2 separate regions of the Mus musculus genome follow, and region 1 is linked to region 2. A link is a contact called in public HiChIP or PLAC-seq data. All regions are on one chromosome and are shown on one strand. Each heading gives the region's core, a stretch centred on a gene start, on an enhancer-like site or on the middle of the called end of the contact. The rest is flanking DNA. Distances are from core to core; before and after follow the strand shown. Region 1 has its middle 5.2 kb from the start of Gm35578. Region 2 overlaps Ugcg (UDP-glucose ceramide glucosyltransferase).

What was found. HiChIP or PLAC-seq counts read pairs in DNA pulled down with a chosen protein or histone mark.
Region 1: a contact with region 2 is called in a BATF HiChIP or PLAC-seq map of CD8 T cells, with 17 read pairs. The contact joins two enhancer-like sites. A contact is called at or near these places in 5 of 39 promoter capture datasets (the HPC-7 cell line, the SN4741 cell line, hematopoietic stem and progenitor cells and 2 more), 2 of 15 datasets of contacts at CTCF or cohesin (CD8 T cells and the NIH/3T3 cell line), 7 of 484 Hi-C or Micro-C datasets (the C2C12 cell line, CD4 T cells, CD8 T cells and 3 more), 7 of 115 datasets of contacts at active chromatin or transcription factors (CD8 T cells, the HPC-7 cell line, bone marrow-derived macrophages and 4 more) and 3 of 9 other capture datasets (adipose tissue, liver and pancreatic islet).

What each region holds. Positions count from the first base shown.
Region 1 is chr4:59,284,781-59,289,116 of GRCm38.p6, forward strand. No RefSeq gene overlaps it. Among named protein-coding and RNA genes, the nearest start is that of Gm35578, 5.2 kb to the left of the region's middle. Within about 2 kb of position 2,376, at least 27 of the 459 cell types and tissues checked have an H3K27ac peak or open chromatin away from gene starts, as enhancers often do. A contact at or near this core is called in CD8 T cells and regulatory T cells, where this site is marked.
Region 2 is chr4:59,202,595-59,207,243 of GRCm38.p6, forward strand. The region is part of intron 1 of Ugcg (UDP-glucose ceramide glucosyltransferase); the gene reads left to right. Among named protein-coding and RNA genes, the nearest start is that of Ugcg, 15 kb to the left of the region's middle. Within about 2 kb of position 2,302, at least 89 of the 459 cell types and tissues checked have an H3K27ac peak or open chromatin away from gene starts, as enhancers often do. A contact at or near this core is called in CD8 T cells and regulatory T cells, where this site is marked.

The DNA of each region.
Region 1 (4,336 bases), core at 1,126-3,625, 82 kb after region 2:
TGAGGACCTTCCATCTCCATCTGGAATGGCTCTCTTCCCTTCTCCTGTTCGCCTAGCACACTCTCCAAGGTGCTGGTGTCCTCCTTGCCCTATCTCAGGCTGTGGTAACCTGATTGGCTCTAAGCTCCCAGGGGAGGAATATAATATTCCGAGCACAAGGCAATCTGGACGAGGAAAAGCTCTCCTGGAGGGCGAGGAAGGGTCCGTGAAGCCTAGAAAATATAGACACTCTGTGCTGGGAACCTGTTCTTGTCGGACCTCTGAGGGCAGGTATCTGTGCCGAAAGCTCACATTGCTCTTCTCTGAACTACAAAGCAGAAACCACTGTCCACATAGATTCCCCATTCCTTCTCTGTGTCCGAACTGATCTTTGACAATGAGGTCATTTATTTAATTTTTATGCTTAACCTCACGGAAATCTTAGATCAAGACTTATTAAGTGAGTGGGGCAGTGGTGGCACACGCCTTTAATCCCAGCACTTGGGAGGCAGAGGCAGGCAAATTTCTGAGTTCCAGAAATTTCTGAGGCCAGCCTGGTCTACAGAGTGAGTTCCAGGACAGCCAGGGCTGCACAGAGAAACCCTGTCTCACCTTATTAAGTGAATGAATAGACAAATGGATCTCTCTCTCTCTCTCTCTCTCTCTCTCTCTCTCTCTCTCTGTCTCTCAGAATTTAGCTAGTATTTGCCTAATTTCCCCCATAGTTACAGAGAAAAGCTATTTTATAAACTATTATTCCACAAAGTTATAGAAAGCACTCTGACCTGATCGACACCTTTTTTAAACAAGTAAATGATTTTTAAAAATCAGGATGGCTACCGCCAATCTGCTTTCAACACCAGAAAATGGGGGGAAAGGGATGGGAGAGGGGACAGGAGAGGGGACGGGAGAGGGGACAAGGGAGGCAGCCATTGAAACCATGCCCTTTATCAGCAGATCTGCGGCCCACTGACACCCACTTCAGGACCCTGACTAGGACTGTGTCTCCATTGGTTTCACCTCCTGGCAGTGAACTTGAATATTCATCATTTTTCATTTTACCCCCTGATAAGGAGTGGAGACATCTTGGGCATGGGAGGGACCAAGCTAAACGCTACTCCAAGTTCCTAAGTAAGTGTGTGCTCTTGCTAGCTTTCCTCTCAGCTAGAACGTATTACAGAACCAAAGGAACCAGGCCAACGTGGAGCTCATTAGCCAGCCATCAGCAGCAAATAACAGCCACCCCAGACGCAGAGGGTAACACGGTTAGTGACTTAATCCACGGCTTTAATGAAAGGCTTTACAGACTTTCCAGGAAGGAAAACACCCTCCAACAGACACCACTGGGACAGTCTGCTGCCAGGAGAAAAACTCAGTCCTACTTGACACACATAGTGCACATAGTCACATCACAAATAAGGTTTCTGTTTTCCTGGTTTTTGAGACAAGGTCTCCCTACGTAGACCGACTGACCGGGAACTCACTACAGAGACGAGGCTGGCCTCAGACTCACAGAGCACTCTCACAAACCCGCCTGCCTCTACCTACCCACTGCTTTGATTGGAGGCCTTTGTCAGTCCATCCTGGCATACAAATAAAATTAAGGAGAATAATTCCATGCCTTTCTGACCAAAGGCAGCGAAGATCCAGACAGGAATCCCAGCGTCATCTGGGAGAACTGGTTATAATTTGTTGCAGTCCCCACATGCAGTACTAAAAGTGCAAACAAGACTGGGCCCAAAGCACTTAGTGACGTGCAGTGCCAGCATCCAGGAACTCTGGCTCCTGGACCTGTGCCAGCTCTGGGGGTTTGCTGTGGCTCACAAGCTAAGGCGATTTTTTTTTTTTTAGATTTTATTTATTTATTATATGTAAGTACACCGTAGCTGTCTTCAGATCTCATTATGGGTGGTTGTGAGCCACCATGTGGTTGCTGGGATTTGGACTCAGGACCTCTGGAAGAGCAGTCAGTGCTCTTACCCGCTGAGCCATCTCACCAGCCCCACTAAGGTGATTTTTATATTACTAAATGGTTGGGAAAGCAGATTAGAAGAATCCTATCCAATGGCCTGTGACGATCACGTGAAGCATTTCAGAGTCTACAAAGGAGTGATGGAGACTTTACCTGTTCACATAGGTCTTACCTGTGGCTGCTTCAGGGTAACATACAAAGGTAAAGACTTACAGCATAGACCTCCATGGTCTTTGAAGTCTGAAATATGTACAGCCTGCTTCTTTCCAGAAAACCTTTAGCTACTCAGAGAACCCATGAGATTAAGTTAGTCCAGGCTGTTGCTGGAGGGAAATTAACCTGAAGAGAGCTCAGGCTCTCCCACTGTTGGAAACCAAGCACTACCTCCTTCTGAAGCTGACACAGTCTCGTTCAAGGGTGCCCACCACAGCCTCCTGGGTAAGTTCAAGTTGCCTTTGAAGATCCTGGCCACTGTAACTTCGATCTGTCCTAGAATAAGGTTGGGGATTCCCATGAAACTGAAGTGCAAGGTGGGGACCACAGAGAAGGAAGTGAGGGGGGCTAGAAGGAAGTGGGGGGCTTGAGAGAGCAGATAAGGGGCTTTCTCAGGACCATGTTTTGCATATATAAAGATAGCCCAAGGCCTTAAAGGAAACAGACTGAGGAAACTGTATTTCTGCTCTGTGGTAATAGATGGGTTACTTCTTAGGACATATCTGACTGTCTGACTAAAGGCCAACACATAGAGAAACTGTGAGCAGAAAGTTCTAGGGAAAGAGACCCTCCCCCCAACTGATCTGTCATTTTGTTGAGCTGTGTGGGAAGGATCTCAAAAGTTCATTGGTTCTTCTCATGAATGGCGAAGTAGAAGAAGGAAGTGGAGGAAGATGGGAGGAAGAGGAGGAAGACAGAAGGAAGAGGAGGAAGACAGGAGGAAGAAGAGGAGACAGAAGGAAGAGGAGGAAGACAGGAGGAAGAGGAGGAAGACAGAAGGAAGAGGAGGAAGACAGGAGGAAGAGGAAGAAGACAGAAGGAAGAAGAGGAAGACAGAAGGAAGAGGAGGAAGACAGAAGGAAGAGGAGGAAGACAGGAGGAAGTCAGGAGGAAGACAGGAGGAAGAGGAGGAAGACAGGAGGAAGAGGAGGAAGACAGAAGGAAGAGGAGGAAGACAGGAGGAAGAGGAAGAAGACAGAAGGAAGAAGAGGAAGACAGAAGGAAGAGGAGGAAGACAGGAGGAAGAGGAGGAAGACAGGAGGAAGAGGAAGAAGACAGAAGGAAGAGGAGGAAGACAGAAGGAGAGGAGGAAGACAGAAGGAAGAGGAGGAAGACAGGAGGAAGACAGGAGGAAGAGGAGGAAGACAGAAGGAAGAGGAGGAAGACAGGAGGAAGACAGGAGGAAGAGGAGCAAGACAGGAGGAAGAGGAGGAAGACAGAAGGAAGAGGAGGAAGACAGGAGGAAGACAGGAGGAAGAGGAGGAAGACAGGAGGAAGAGGAGGAAGACAGGAGGAAGAGGAGGAAGACAGGAGGAAGAGGAAGAAGACAGAAGGAAGAAGAGGAAGGCAGAAGGAGGAGGAGGAAGACAGGAGGAAGAGGAGGAAGACAGGAGGAAGAGGAGGAAGACAGGAGGAAGAGGAGGAAGACAGAAGGAAGAGGAGGAGGAGGGGAAAGAGACAATCGAAACAGCAGATAGCAAGAATATTGATTATTTGATCCTGATGCTATCCAGTAGACATCCTCATTCTTTCTTCAGATGAAGCAGGGGTTACAGCTGTGCATGGCCATGCCTGGATTTTAGGTGGGTGCCAGGGACCCATACTTGCTCAGTAATGACTAAATCCACTGAGCCAATGCCCAGACCCAAGTATCTATATTTCTAAAGCATCCTCAGTGATTCGAGTGTGTGAGAAAAGTTGCGCGCCAGGGTTCTGGGGCTTCTGAAGCCACTGGCAGTGTGAGGCCTGGGTGTGAGACTGAGGCGTGTGAGCTTTGTCAAGGTCAAGGTAAAGACAGACACCTGAGATCCCTGATGTGGCTGAGTCTACTTTCTGCAGGTAGGTAACTTGGGGTTCAATTTAAAGGGAACCCCCCATCCTGAATTGGGGGTTTGCAGACTGCTAAAAAAGATGTCGTAGACTCTAACACAAACAAGAATCAGAAAGTTCAGAAGAGGTTTGGCACACAGTGAGTGACTTTTTCACTGTGCAGAAAAAGAGATAGAAGTATCGTTGCAGATGAAAGAGATACTACTTATGCTATGAAGCTGAATATGAGGACTGTAACAAGCCCTGGCTGTCCTGCACCCAATTTGTAGACCAGGCTGGCCCCCAACTCAGAGATCCACCTGCCTCTCTCCCCCCAGGGCTGGGGTCACAGCCAAGCAGCGC
Region 2 (4,649 bases), core at 1,052-3,551:
CATCATGTGTGTGTCTGTATTCAAGTACAAACGGTAACCTAGCATACACTGGGGCTCAGACTCTGTTGTTCAATAAAAGAATGCCAAGCATAGTGCTAAATCTGCATGGTTTTGGTTAAACGGACATTCTTTTGTGCTTTTGATAAATATTTCAAGTACCCCACACCACAGAGCTTTGTCAGTTATATTACATAAAGTCAAAACTGTGTTCTCCAAAGTGGGATTGCATATTCTAGGGAGGGTGTACTCCGTATTGACCCCTTGGCATACAGAAAGGAGTATGGCAGGGACTGGCTAGGCAGAGAGAAATGGTAGTAGATGAAATTATTAAGGTTCTAAACTGTGGTTTGGTTTTAATTTTGTGAGAAATTTCTGATATGGCCTCTAACAATTCTTTTTATTCATAAGCCTAGACGTGAACAGTACTGCATTATCAATATAAATATCCCGAGAAAAAAAGGAGGTGTATAGTCTTTTTTTTTTTTTTTTTTTTTTTTAATTTTCAAGACAGGGTTTCTCTGTGTAGCCCTAGCTGTCCTGGAACTCACTTTGTAGACCAGGCTGGTCTCAGAAATCCACCTGCCCCTGCCTCCCGAGTGCTGGGATTAAAGGCGTGTGCCACCACACCTGGCTGAGGTGTATATTCTTAAAGCAAGATATCTTTATAAAAAGAGGGGAAAGGAAGTAGAGCTTATTACTCTAAGCTTATGCCCAAATCTAAAAGTTGCAAGACTGTTTTAGTTCAGAAGGTCCCTGCTGCTGCTGCTGACTTAATTACAGCCTTCCAGATACAGTGAATTATTAGGGGACTGAGTTTGTATATAAATTGATTGTTCAGCACATTCACATGAGAGATTTAAGACAATGTCTTAGCATGAAATGGACCAATAGGAATGAATCACCAGATTTTATCAGTGTAGGGATTCTTCAAACTAAAATAACTACCAGATGATTCATGTCGCTTTTGGGTAGATACCAGCAGGCATCCAGGTCAGCATATAGTAAATAAATATACCTACAAACTCATATTTATTGAGGTATATTTGCAAGAGTCAAGCTACAAAGCCTAATGAGTTATCCATCAGCAGATAAATGGATAAAGAAAATATGGTATACATTTTATTCAGCCTTAGAGAACAACAGAATTGCAACATTTGCAGGAAAGTGGGTGGAACTGGAGATCATCGGGTTAAAAGAAATTAACCAGACTCAGACAAATACCATTTTTTTCTTGCATATGCAGAATCAGATGATGATGATGATAATGATAAATGTATGTGGGGGTGCATTGATCACTGCCCAGATGATCACCCCATTATTAGGGGGAAGGTTTTTATTGTGAATAAGAGAATATCGGGAGCAGACAGAAAGAAAGCAGACTGGACATGGCCAGAAGCAAGAGAACCGGGAGCACAGAGAGTAGTGGTTGGAGGCAGTTAGGGTCTGTGCCATTATAGAGACCAAACGGGAATCTGGAGAGAGGGAGGGGAGCCTGAGCTGAGAAGGACTAGCCTTTGAGAAGTGTAACAAGTACTTGTGAGCAGAGACTGAGGAAACCTGGAGGCCAGCATGGGCTTTGAAATGCAATCACTGGTGCACACCCCCTCTCCAGAGGCAAAGGAAATGACCTTTTGGGGATGGGAAGCCCATTTTGGGGATGAGGAATGCTGGCTTTTATCTAACCACCAGAAATCCTTCTATAGTCCAGCCTGAGCTCATTTCTGGACATCCTGACTTTCTGAGACCTAACAGTAATAAGGCATGAAAACAGAAAGGGGGTGGGGTGGGGGCTCTAGCAGCAGGTAGGGACAGAAAGGGGGGGAAGAGAGAGAGAGACAGAGAGAGAGAGAGAGAGAGAGAGAGAGAGAGAGAGAATGAATAATGGGAGCAGTGACTGTCGCCAAAGTACACTGTATCCAGATAGAAATAGATCCTTTTGATGAGTGAAAACGGGTCAATAAGTTGCTAGCCTTAGACCTTCTCATCCTGTTATCTTCGTCATATTCTCTTCATGATTTCTGGGTGGGTTTGGGGGCACTTTATTCTCTCTGATGCATTTTGGGATTTTATCTTCCACTACTGTGTGCAGTCTTTTGTCTCGTGTGAATGGCATGTAGAGCAATGGTTCTCAGCCTTCCTAATGCTGCGACCCTTTAATACAGATCCTCATGTTTGGTGACACACACACACACACCCCACCCCAATAACATCATTTTGTTGCTACTTCATAGCTGTGGTTTTGCTGTCATGAGTCATAGTGTAAACATCTGTGTTTTCTGATGGTCTGAGGTGACCCTGTGAGAGGGTTGTTCCACATCACCACAGGTTGAGAACTACAGACACAGGAGCCGTGCTTTGTTTTATGTAGTCCTGGTTGTCTTGACAGTGTCATATTCCTTCTCCAGGCCCAAGACCGCAAAGATGTTTTCTAGGAAAACTTTTGTCTTCATAGTCTTATGTTCGGTGTAACTAAATCTAAGATAAGTAGTGTCTCCAACTTCCTCTCAGGGCTCAGAGTTTTCTGCTTTGTCTTTCAAGAATTCCAGACACAAGGGTGTCAAACCAGATTTCTTTCTTAAAGCAGGCTTTTTCCAGACTGACAAGCTATAGTATAGTAATAGGAGGGCTAAGGCAAGCTTGGGCTCCAGCCTGAAGTCACTGCAGGAGTAACAGGGATCTATATATGTGGCACTCATTATTTTCCGTGATTTGAACCATGGCAGCTAAACTGCCATGTGAACTTTGTTTTATGCCCGCAGTCCAGGTGCCCTTTACTAGATGACTGTCTGCAGGCATCCATCTAGTCTGCTATTTTGTTAGCAATGGGGGAAACATTTTTGTGTGTCTGTGGTCATTAGTGTTAGAGTCTGCTTTTGGTTGTGTTTAACACCGTGGATGGACCCTGTAGATCTATATTCTCCAAACTGTCAGTGACACGTAAAAATTTACATTGTTACAATCTGCCATGGCGTGGCACTCTGACGTACTACAATGAAAAATAAATTGCTGGTCACACGCTTGGGTGTCGTGGTTATGTCAAAGCGCTACGTTTTAAGTTTTCTGAAAGACTTTCTTCTATTTCTTCTCTTTTTTTCTTCTATTTCTTCTCATTGCAAAGCAGTAAAGCACCTGGCCAGTCAGTCTATACTTGGCTAGTGGTCAGTCATCTAGCTTTTGTTTGCTGCTGTAGATCAGAAGTTAACTCTTCAACCTTGTTGGTTTCTGTTTTTTCTCTTGTCAGTAACATAGTTTCTTTTACAACAACGATGTTTCTGTGGCCCTAAGTGAAGCAGGTGTTTGCTGAGGAGCACTCTGTCTTCCTGCCTCAGGGAGCCAGCCTAAGCTGACTGTCTGTCTGCATGTGTTTCCCTTACTGGTGTGCTTCCAAATGTGTGCTTGACACACTTGCAGCATCTGTAGTACCATTCTTTGAAGTGCAGATGTGCTGCCACTAATGGGCTTTTGCTCTTCTAGAGGAAGATCTCAGTGGGCTTCCCCACTCTTGGCAGGACTTCTGGCTGGCTGGAGCACTTGTAAGATGCCACTGATTCCAGAGATGTCAAAGCATGGAGACACCTGGATCCCAGGACTCCTCCCAGGCAGATCCGGGAGTGCCCCTGCATCTGATTACTGCTGATGCCTGGAGCCTGGCTGATGAGATGGGACCTACTGGCTCTGTTTTTGTAGAAGTAGGGAGGGAGAAACTCCAGCATGTTCTCTCTTCTCCAACTGACTGGGTATCCCTCTTTAGGAGCTGTGATACCTTAGGCATGGACCAGGGTAGTGAACCTGAGCCATCTGCTCAGTGGTGCTGGTATATCTTCTGGTGTCATTAAGACCCCCCCCCTTTTTTTTAATCTGAGGGTTTTTTTTGTTTTGTTTTGTTTTTTGTTTTGTTTTGTTTTGTTTTCTTTCTACTCTGCCAGCCCGAGCTTATTGCCAGTAGACATTTCATCTGTCCTGTTCTCAAAGTGCGCTCATTACACTCCCATATTCTTCTGGCACATACAGTGCATATAAAGGTTTTACCTACTTTTATAGCTGTTTGGTTACTTCTTGGCAGTTTGAGAAGCAGGGTAATCATGTGTAGGCCAATATTGTCATTTGTTTTGTGTGTGGGGGTGGGGAGGTGGGTGTATGTGACTATGTGTGTGAGAAAGAGAATGTCCCGGTATCTGCAGAGGCCAGATACAATATAAAAACCTTTGGGTTTCTTATCCTATCGGTTTCAATTTTACTGAGACAGGCTTTCGTCCCCCCACCCTGCTTGACTAGACTGGTTTGCTGGTGCTACTGTATTCACATCCCATTGGGATTACACACACCACACCCAGCTTTTTACATGAGGGGATCTGAACTCAAGTTCTCATGCTTGCATAGCATCTTACCCGCAGAGCTATTCCCCCCCCCCCCCCCCCCCCCCCGCCCTGGCCCTCCAAACCTGCCCTTCATTGCCTGTGAGTGCCTGCTCTGACCCTGTGGCTCCTAAGCCCTGGGAGCACAGCAGTGAAGGATAAACATCCGGGGAGCATCCATGTGCTGGCCAGCATTGGAACAGCCAGCCTGCCTGCCTGCCTGCCTGCCATCTATCCTCCCTCCCTCCCTCCCTCCCTCCCTCCCTCCCTCCCTCCCTCCCTTCCTTCCTTCCT